Regions from separate parts of the Hordeum vulgare genome. Here region 2 is linked to region 1. The links are chromatin contacts, called in public Hi-C maps. All regions are on one chromosome and are shown on one strand. The core of a region is the stretch at or near the end of the contact, and the rest is flanking DNA. Distances in the headings are between cores, read along the strand shown.

What was found. Hi-C and Micro-C count contacts between places; a contact is called where the count stands out from the background.
Region 2: a Hi-C map of seedling shows a contact between it and region 1, with 2.9 times the contacts expected there. The contact joins the promoter of LOC123426889 here to the promoter of LOC123426887 in region 1. A contact is called at or near these places in 2 of 6 Hi-C or Micro-C datasets (leaf and seedling).

What each region holds. Positions count from the first base shown.
Region 1 is chr2H:506,880,295-506,885,134 of MorexV3_pseudomolecules_assembly, forward strand. LOC123426887 reads right to left here and starts at 3,085. Exons shown (of 5, transcript XM_045110789.1): 1 at 2,871-3,085; 2 at 2,671-2,744; 3 at 1,384-1,513; 4 at 444-755. The coding sequence starts at 2,993.
Region 2 is chr2H:507,019,752-507,024,196 of MorexV3_pseudomolecules_assembly, forward strand. It overlaps LOC123426889 (lipoyl synthase, mitochondrial), which reads right to left and starts at 2,807. Exons shown (of 4, transcript XM_045110790.1): 1 at 2,229-2,807. The coding sequence starts at 2,767. LOC123426890 (endoplasmic reticulum-Golgi intermediate compartment protein 3-like) reads right to left here. Exons shown (of 13, transcript XM_045110792.1): 13 at 3,702-4,255. The coding sequence ends at 4,164.

The DNA of each region.
Region 1 (4,840 bases), core at 1,835-4,334:
ACTGAATCTAAACATGCTTATAAGGTCAAGCTAGAAGTGGCTTCCAACGGTTTGTTTGAATTGAAGTGACCAGACGACAGTCGGTGGCAGGGCTTCACACTAATCACAGAGGGGGCAGCCTCAAGAGATTACAAATTAAACACACAAAGCAGAAAATTCATGAATTATGTTGTGATGTCTTTGTGTTAGTAAAGCATTGGAGGGTGCATGTCCCCCTTTTGCCTGCACTAAGCTCCACCACTAGTTACAATGTAGCATCTTTTTTTTTCGGAATACAATGTAGCATCTTTTTTTTTCGGAATACAATGTAGCATCTAGCAAGCAAGAAACAGAAGCATGTGATTCACATAATATCAAAGAATGCAAATTGGATACTTTGGTATTCTGTGATTAACATAATATCAACGATGTCAACAGGAAGGCAATAGTATCAGGTAACTTACATTGGATACTTTCACTGATGTGTGCACGCTTCTTCGTTGTGGAAGTGCAAAATCTACGTTTCCTTGTAGCTCCATATTACGAGCAGCTAGTGGCCTTGCAGGGGTCTCAGGAGGTGGACCAAAGATATTGCTTCCGCTGAGCTCCTTGTTCTTGGCTTCAGAAAGCTGCTTATTAATTTTAGCTTCAGCATCAGTCTCGAATGTGCCACTAAGCTCTCGCTGCTTAGCCACCTCAGGCAGTGAGGATGGCTTCTTTGGAGAAACGCTTCCATCTGCGCTAAATGAGATCTGACTTACTCCAGTTACAGTTTGCTGTAATGAAAAGGTGCATTAGCGACTGATGTTGTCAGAAGAAATCAGAGTTTGAGATTTAGTTCATCTCCATAAAAAAGAAAGGAAAAACAATCAACATCTGTTGAAGATTCCAAATACGAAAGTACAGAAACTAAAACTTGACATGACAAGACATGTGCAGAGGTCCATTAAGTGCATTTTTTCAAGTCTCAAATACCAAATAGCAGTTTGTGTTAACAGAAAATGCACAAAGTATGCCTTAACTTAGTACTCTATCAAGGAAAGAGTGACTATACATCAACACATACAAATATTAATAGCGCAAGGAGCCATCACAATAATACCAAGCGGAGAAACAGATACACCCTACATATCACAAATACATGTCGTAGGTCAAGCTTTTAAAACTTTGGTAATAAAAATTGTCTCAAATATAGATTGGGGACCTGTAAATCGTATGTTTATATTTGCCTTGAAAAGTATATTCATAAAAATTGTATTATATTTAATACTATAGTAAAAATTAGTGGTCATAGGTAAATCATGAAGACCGTGTCCATAACCAAAACGACATGTTTGTGATATTGAGTGAGTATACGCCAACCAAGTGGGGAGATAAGGACATGTTTATAAGCATGTTAAGTACCTGATACATCCTCACAGAAGTTCTGTTTGCAGGATTTGAAGACTCTGAATCACTATTCTCACTCTTTTCAGCAAATATCCCACTCCCAGTCATTTCCTTCATCTTTGAACCGGACATCAGTCTCCTTTCACTATAACAAACCAACAAGGTTAGACACTTGGGAAGAGTTCAGTATCTTACTTTCAAGCAACTATAACATACATCTTTTCTGGAAGAAAAAAAAAACTATGACATGCATAAGTAAGAATTGCCTGACTAATTCCTTTACCACTGCAAGCAAAACAGTTGCTTATGAGACTTCATTCTATGGCTTATAAACCAATGAAGCCAAAACAGAGACGCATCACATACCACCAAACACACGAATATTGGTACTTTCAAGTTATCACTCGGACGATAGCAATCAGCCAATCACTACATTAGGAAATTCATTTCGTATTCGAAAATTTCAATTAGTACAATATATTTAGGAAACAAAAATATAACTCTTGTCATGCAATGCAAGCCTAGGTAATTTTGTGCAGAACCTTCAACACATGCAACTGATAAATTTCGAAAGCAATGCTCACAGGAAAAGACGAACTTAGAGTATCCACTGTGGTTTTAATTTGGTTGCCATGGTAAGCACTCCACCAGATTATTGCAGAACTGACAAACTGGTATTCATAACACAACGTTAAAGAAATAAAGAACCAACACTCCAGAGAATTGACAGGATTGAACTTTTCAAAAATTACGAGTACTAATAACAGAAAATAGACTGGGCACTGACATAGCCACGACCACATGTGGCAAGCCAGTACCAGACAGTCAAGCGCTGCATGACTCCGCAAATTCAGCTAATTTCTATGTTTTTACTTTTCAACCTTGGCGGTGAGGCCAGGATTTCAAATTTTGAATCAAAAAATTGCCATTTGCATCGCTCAAATAAGTTTAAGGCGTCATTACGAGTATGGGTGCAGTTTGGATCCTAGCACAATCGCGAAATAAGTTTACTATAATACGGTAACACCACAAATTTGGACTGAAGCAGCGTCGCATGTTTACATAGTGCGTCCTCTGACGAACCAATCGTCTGAGAGCGACTGCTCTGCCCGTTGCTAAAAGCAGAGCAGTCCAGCAAATCGCTGTAAGCTCGAGGCATCGAATGGTCAAACCCCATAACATACAAGCAGAGCATACATTACAACTAGATCGGATCAGCGTAACCAAATCAAAGACGCGGTAGGAAACCACAGATCGAGCAGATCAGGGCGGAATGCGGCATGGGGAGGCCCCAGATCTCACCTGTTGCTCAGATCCTCGGCGTCGTGCTCGCTCACCGGCGCGCCGAACATGGCCGGCGTGATCCCCCCAGCCGGCTGCACAAACAAGAAACATCAGCAGTGAAGCACCAAGTCAGCCGCGTCGCACGGAGGGGGCGGCAGAAGGGCTCTGTGCACGCGCGGTACCACGGCGAGGCAGAGCCCCGGCGCACGCTGCTTTACCTTGAGACTGGGGCGGGACGGGGCGGCCGGCGAGGCGGAGGGGGCGCCGGCGCCCGTGGCCGACCACGTGAGCAGGTCGGCCGTCGAGGTGTGCGGGCTCCGCACCGGCGTCGCCCTCTCCATTGCTCCCGAGCTGTGCTGCCCCCCGTGCTCTATCGTCACCGCTTCTCGCTCGGGTAGTCGGGTTTGGGTCCTCGAGGTGCTGCTGCTGCTGCTGCGTGGCGTGGGGTACCACGGAGTACTAGTAGTAGGAGTAGTGCCCGTCCATTTCCCGTCCGCGTCACGGAACAGTCACGTCGCCGTCGCTGACATATAGGCCAGGAAATCTATGGAGCCACTTGTCGGTGGGTCTCGGGTCAGAGCGGAACGGGAGACCGGGGGAGCAGGAGATCCGGGGATCTGAGTGCCGGCCGGCTGTGTGCCCAGTTGGGGGTACGTGCTGCACGGTGGGTTGTTGAGCGCTGGGAGGTGATCGGTGCGCGGGTGTAGGGGATCCTTCGCCTTGGCGAGGGCCGGTGGGCACGTGCATCGCCATTCCGTCCAAACTCACCGTCCCACCGTGCAAAGCTACGATCTGCCACTGAGAGGACAGAGTGACCAGGACACCCGGTGAAAACGAGAGGTAATTGACGCTTGCTCAAGCAAAGCCACCACGCTGATGCTAGTCAGGGGCTCAGGGCCTCACAGCCTGCGCAAAACTTCTACGTGAGGCATGTTGAAAGGGAATCCAGGGGTTGGTGAAATAATTGTTGAGTATGATAGATATATTATTGAGCCTTATGGGCGAGTATATATTGGAAATAAGACTTGAAGGACAAGAAGCCTCTCCTAGAGATAAGGTGGAGACGATTACAAATCCTAGACTATCAAATACATGTACATCAAATATATCTCTAACATCCCCCGCCGTCATAGCGGTAGCGTTGCGAACAACAGGAGCGTCGTGGATGGTCTGACTGGAGAGAATAACAGCCGACGCGCTGACATCCCCCTGTAGTCGCAGCGGGAGCGTCGGGGACGGTGTCGCATCGTGGACGTGTGGATTGTAGATGAAGCCAATGAGATGCTCAAACGAGGTGATAGCCCTTTGTGTCGATGTCGAGGTAGCCGAGAGCGTAGGGTGGTGTAGACGTGGTCGAGGCAGCCGTGCGAAGAATGTCGTAGTCGATGGCGAGTCGGGGTAGCCGGTGTCGAGGAAGTCGCCGTGGAGCCGCGGGCGCAAGGAGGCGCCGAGTTAGTCATGGACGCGGTGGTATTGAAGTAGTGGTGCGCCGAGAAGACGACGTAGTTGAGATGCGTCGCACCGGGTTTGCCAAGCCTGGGGACACATCGTGGATGAAGGCACGCGTAGGTGTTGCCAGCACTACACATGCGTAGACGGACGAAGTCGATGTTGGCGATGCGCCGTGCCAGGCTTGCCAAGCCTAGGAGCGCATCGAGGACGAAGGCACACGTCGGTGTTGCCAGCACCAGGCATGCGGAGACGGGGACCTGCACACAACATGTACGTCATGTCGAGGAGGCTAGCAGAGAGGACTCGACGACGGTTGCGGTGCAAACCAACGGGAACCAATGTTGCTCGCGGTGGTCGGAGTAGACGAAGCGGTCGGGGTAGACCACGGCGACGCTGGCGATGAGCTGGTGCTGGACGAAGATGAAGGAGGTGGACGGGCGGTACGGCTCGGGTGAACGAGCTGCAGCAGCACCAAGGGAGAACGGCGGCGGCGGCGGCTGGTTAGGAGCGCGGCGGCGATGCTCGAAGTAGGCGAGGAAGAGCCCGACAGCATGACAAAGATCGGCGCAGACGATCGCGTTCCCGCGCCGAAGGAGACGGCGCAACGCATACCATAGGAAGTCGACGTGCGGGGACGGCAGAGTGGACTGCACGCCGCGTTGCTACGACCCGAAGGGGCGACGAAGCTGCAATGCGCGGGTCGGGGCGACGGCGGGAAGACCTCGGGGTGGCAGCA
Region 2 (4,445 bases), core at 1,557-4,056, 140 kb after region 1:
TTCTGCCATGTGGATAGCTAACTTCCATGCGCCCCTGTCCATGGCTAGTTCTTCTGGTGATATTCCAGTCCTTCAGATCTCTCTTTACGGACTCCTCCCATGTCAAGTTTGGTGTACCCCGACCTCTCTTGACATTATCAGCACGCTTTAGTCGTCCGCTATGCACTGCAGCTTCTGGATGTCTGCGTTGTATATGTCCAAACCATCTCAGATGATGTTGTACAAGCTTCTCTTCAATCAGTGCTACCCCAACTCTCTCACGTATATCATCATTCTCTTCAATCGACGTTGGACCCAATCCTTTCTTGTGTGGCCACACATCCATCTCAACATGCGCATCTCCGCTACACCTAACTGTTGAACATGTCGCCTTTTAGCCTGCCAACACTCAGCATCATGCAACATTGTGGGTTGAATCGCCGTCCTATATAACCTGCCTTTTAGCTTTTGTGGCACTCTCTTATCACAGAGAATGCCAGAAGCTTGGCGCCACTTCATCCATCCGGCTTTTATTTGATGGCTCACATCTCCATCGATATCACCATCCATCTGCAGCATTGACCCCAAATAGCGAAAGATGTCCTTTTGAGTTACCACCTGCCCATCAAGGCTAACTCCTCCTCATGCCTAGTAGTACTGAAACCGCATCTCATATACTTAATTTTAGTTCTACTAAGCCACCACCAAAACGAAATATATCGCCAAAACAGAAACAAAACCAGCAGTTTCCCTGAAATGTACATCACAGGAACAATCCCTTCTTATATCTGAAATTGGTACTCAAAGGAAACTCCAACAGAACTGGTTCATAGCTTTGCCCACAGCCTACACAACCAAAACCCTCACTGTTTTCAATATAGATTGCATACTTAATAGCACTTAATCCAGACAATACAAGAAGATAAGCTTTCTCCACTATTAATTTAGCATAAAATCAAGCATGGCACATCGTTATTAAGAAAGCTAATTATTACAGTTAAAATCTGGAGATATTGTCTCACAATCATAGCACATAAACATTGAGAAGACACACAAAGCCCTAAGGATACAGAGTGAAACAAACACTTATTTATGAGCACCCCTGACAATTGGCAACAGAATGAGAAATTTGTTTGGGATCCAAACAATTCTGGAGAAAAACTAGCTTGAAGGAAATCAAAACTCAAGCCGAGTGCAAAGAAGCACGTAATTTTCTAGCCAAGACAGGACGCATAAGAATGCTCCGGGTAAGCAGAAGATATAAAATTGCATGTCACGCTGCTACCAGAGTTCAAATTCAAAGTAAGAAATAAATGTTACTAAGGTCCTCCCAACTACTGAATATTTTTAATGGTACGATGAACATCAAATAGTTGCTTGTTTTTTCAAACTCCCTTTCCTCTGCAAACTCTCTGTAGCTTGTAGTAACTGGCTTGCAGTATGATACATCCTGGACAAATTCCATTGTGGTCCTTTCTCAACAAATTTCAAGACCCTGGCAGGGACCAATGCCGATGTTTTATGTTGGCAAGGGGAACTAGTGGGATCTTGTAGGCTGTCATAACAGGTTAGCAACCTCCTGCTCGCCTATTGTAACTCTAGTAATATCTGTAGAAACTCCACGGCAGTGCAAACACAATTATGGGAATGACTGACTAGCCGAATCCAAAACCTTCATTTGTTTCGTGAACAGAAAATGGCAACCTCTCCTGGAGCTGGTATTCGATTGTGTACTTGGGCAAGTCTAGTTGGTTAAAGCAGTAACATGTGAACTTTACCATTTTCAGAAAGTTATTTATACATTGATTAACTTGAAAAGCTATGAACTCCAACTCGATCTTCAGATTGCAACTGAGCAAGCAGTTTCTGAGTACAGTTCTCCATAGAGTTGCTTCACACTAAGCATCTACTCTTGCACAACAGCTAAAATCGAACACTTCCTAAATTACTAGCAGCGTTAAAACATCCACATGATTTGGCAAAGGCAACTTAAATACACCAGAAGCTAAAAATCAAACTATTTGCCCTCACAATCTACCTGCTCAAGGTACAATGTAGCATACAGAAAACTATATGCACATACAAAAATCATGGAAATGGATATCATATGGATCATTATAAAGCTCATGTTACTCCTAAAATACAAAGTTATCTAGGGCTTCCCTGTACACAGCCTAAACAACCTAAGCAGCTGCCCGCACCTGCCCAATACAGGCAAGGCAATAGACGAAAAGGATTGATCTCTTTACCTGCATCCGCGCGTGCAGGTGTCACCGAGGATCATGATGGTGGCAGTGGCTGTTCCGGTCTCGCCGCCCGACCAGCACTCGCCGAGGTTGGGGCAGCGCGCCTCCTCGCAGACGGTGTGCAGCTTCAGCTCCCGCAGCTTGGCCTTGATGGCCGCGTACTTGGCCCCGCCGGGGATCGTCTCCTTCATCCACTTGGGCTTGGGCAGAGGCTTCTTCCGCGTCCCCACCTCCACCGAGTACGCGAAGTCCCCCAGCGACGGCGTCTCCGCCTGCAGCCGCCTCCGCATCTCCGCGAGCCGCCCCGCCGCGGGTGCGGCGAGGGGAGGGGACTGCGGGGTCGGGTCGAGGGTTTGGAGGAGGGACGGGGTGGAGGAGATGGAGCGGGAGGGGGCCTGGGACAGGGTCCTCGCCAGGGAGGCCGCCAGATGGCGGCGGCCGCGCATGGTTGCGGCTAGAGGCGGTTGGTGGACCGGACCGGGGACGGGAGAGGTGGGGAAGACGGTGGCGTTTGTTTGGTGCGGAGAGATCCGATGAAGCATAGATATCCAGAAGCCGTTTTCAGTAGCAAAGGGCGCCTTCTCATCATGGAGAATTGTCCATGTTATGCTTGTTTATTTTTGGAAAGAGCATTCAATCCATCCATTATCTGTCATATAAAAAATACCACAACTAACAAAGATTACAGCACCACATAGCAACGACTACAAACATTGTAACAGGCCAAAGGCACGCCATAGTCATCGTCCCTTCGTCGTCGTAGTCAGGCAAACTTTAATTTAGTAGACAGTCGGAAAGTCGTTGGGCTAAGGCTCCACAAGATCAGCGTAGCACAACAACAATCGTCGTCCATGATAGAAAGCGTAGGTTAAAACTCAAAAAGATCAAACATGTAGACACAATCCAAGTAATGGTTCTACCTTCTGATCTAGATTTGTGTATGTAGACATATTTTAGTTTGACTCTTCGCTCATTTCAGTACATATGTAGTTCATATAGAAATATCCCAAACATCTTAGATTTGTGTACGGAGGGAGTAACTATTACTTCCATACTTACATGTGAGACCGGCACTTTTGAAAAAACACAGATAGCAAATACAGAGCTAAGACCTTCCTCTTGGCTTTAGTTTCTCTATCCAATATTTTTTCTTACACGGTCACTTGAAATTCTCCAACACATGCCGCGTGCAAACCGCTTCTCCTCATTTCGTTCTCTTTTAACCGTGAAGGACATAACTATTTCGACGATCTGCTAAGCCACTAGCCTTACTTATCAACTTTCTTTTTTGGCTCCATTGCAATGCATGAGCATTATGCTAGTCATAGTAGAGCACGTGGAGTAACCACTGTCTTCTGTCAACAAGACCACGACTACAAAACATGACGATAAGCACCTACGACTAAAGCAATATTCTTCAACAGTAATACCTTCAAAAGGTTACCAGGAAGATAAGTTACGAAAAACACCCTGACAAACTGAAGTTAGTTTCCTTCAAATGGTCTTTACGTTTTTTTTGTTTTTTTTTAACCTGGCCTGTAAGAGCTACGAAATGTCTAAGAAAAATACCTGTCATGAGTATTGTACAGTCTACATCACTCTTACACAGATTTACAAAAATACAAAAACTTGCAGTTTAGAACGACAAAACCTTTGTCCTTGTGGACTTAAGTGTACAAAAATTGAGCACCTCCGAAATGTTCCATTTGCCTGAGCGATATACGAACATCGCAGACAAGCCATTTTGTATGCTGGCAGCTTCAGCCGGAAAGCAGGCAGCGCACCAGGAGTTCCAGAGCACAAGCTGTGACAAAGATACCGGCCTGTTGGTTCAGTTGTACACTTTTCGGACTTCGGAGAAGACTCTTTCTACTGCAGCTACAGACTAGAGTCATTCAAAAGGAGGTACTGCAGCAATAGGAAGGCTTGATTGAAAACTCAGGTGAATTTGCCGAGTTCCCTCTTCTTAGTGATTGCCCTCTGGCCATGGTAGACAAACGAATCTATGATTCCAGAAACAGTGAACACACCTGTAAAACAAGAGGACATGTGCCTTTGGTCATTGGTTGAACTGCTGAAAGGATGTTGGCTATATTGATTGAGTTCATAGTTTTCCAATTCCAGGACATGGCTAGCAAAGGGTCATATATTTTACTCGTGAATCAGGAATGGCCTTAATTAAATATTCAACTGAAGCATAACAGTTCAGTAAACATATGA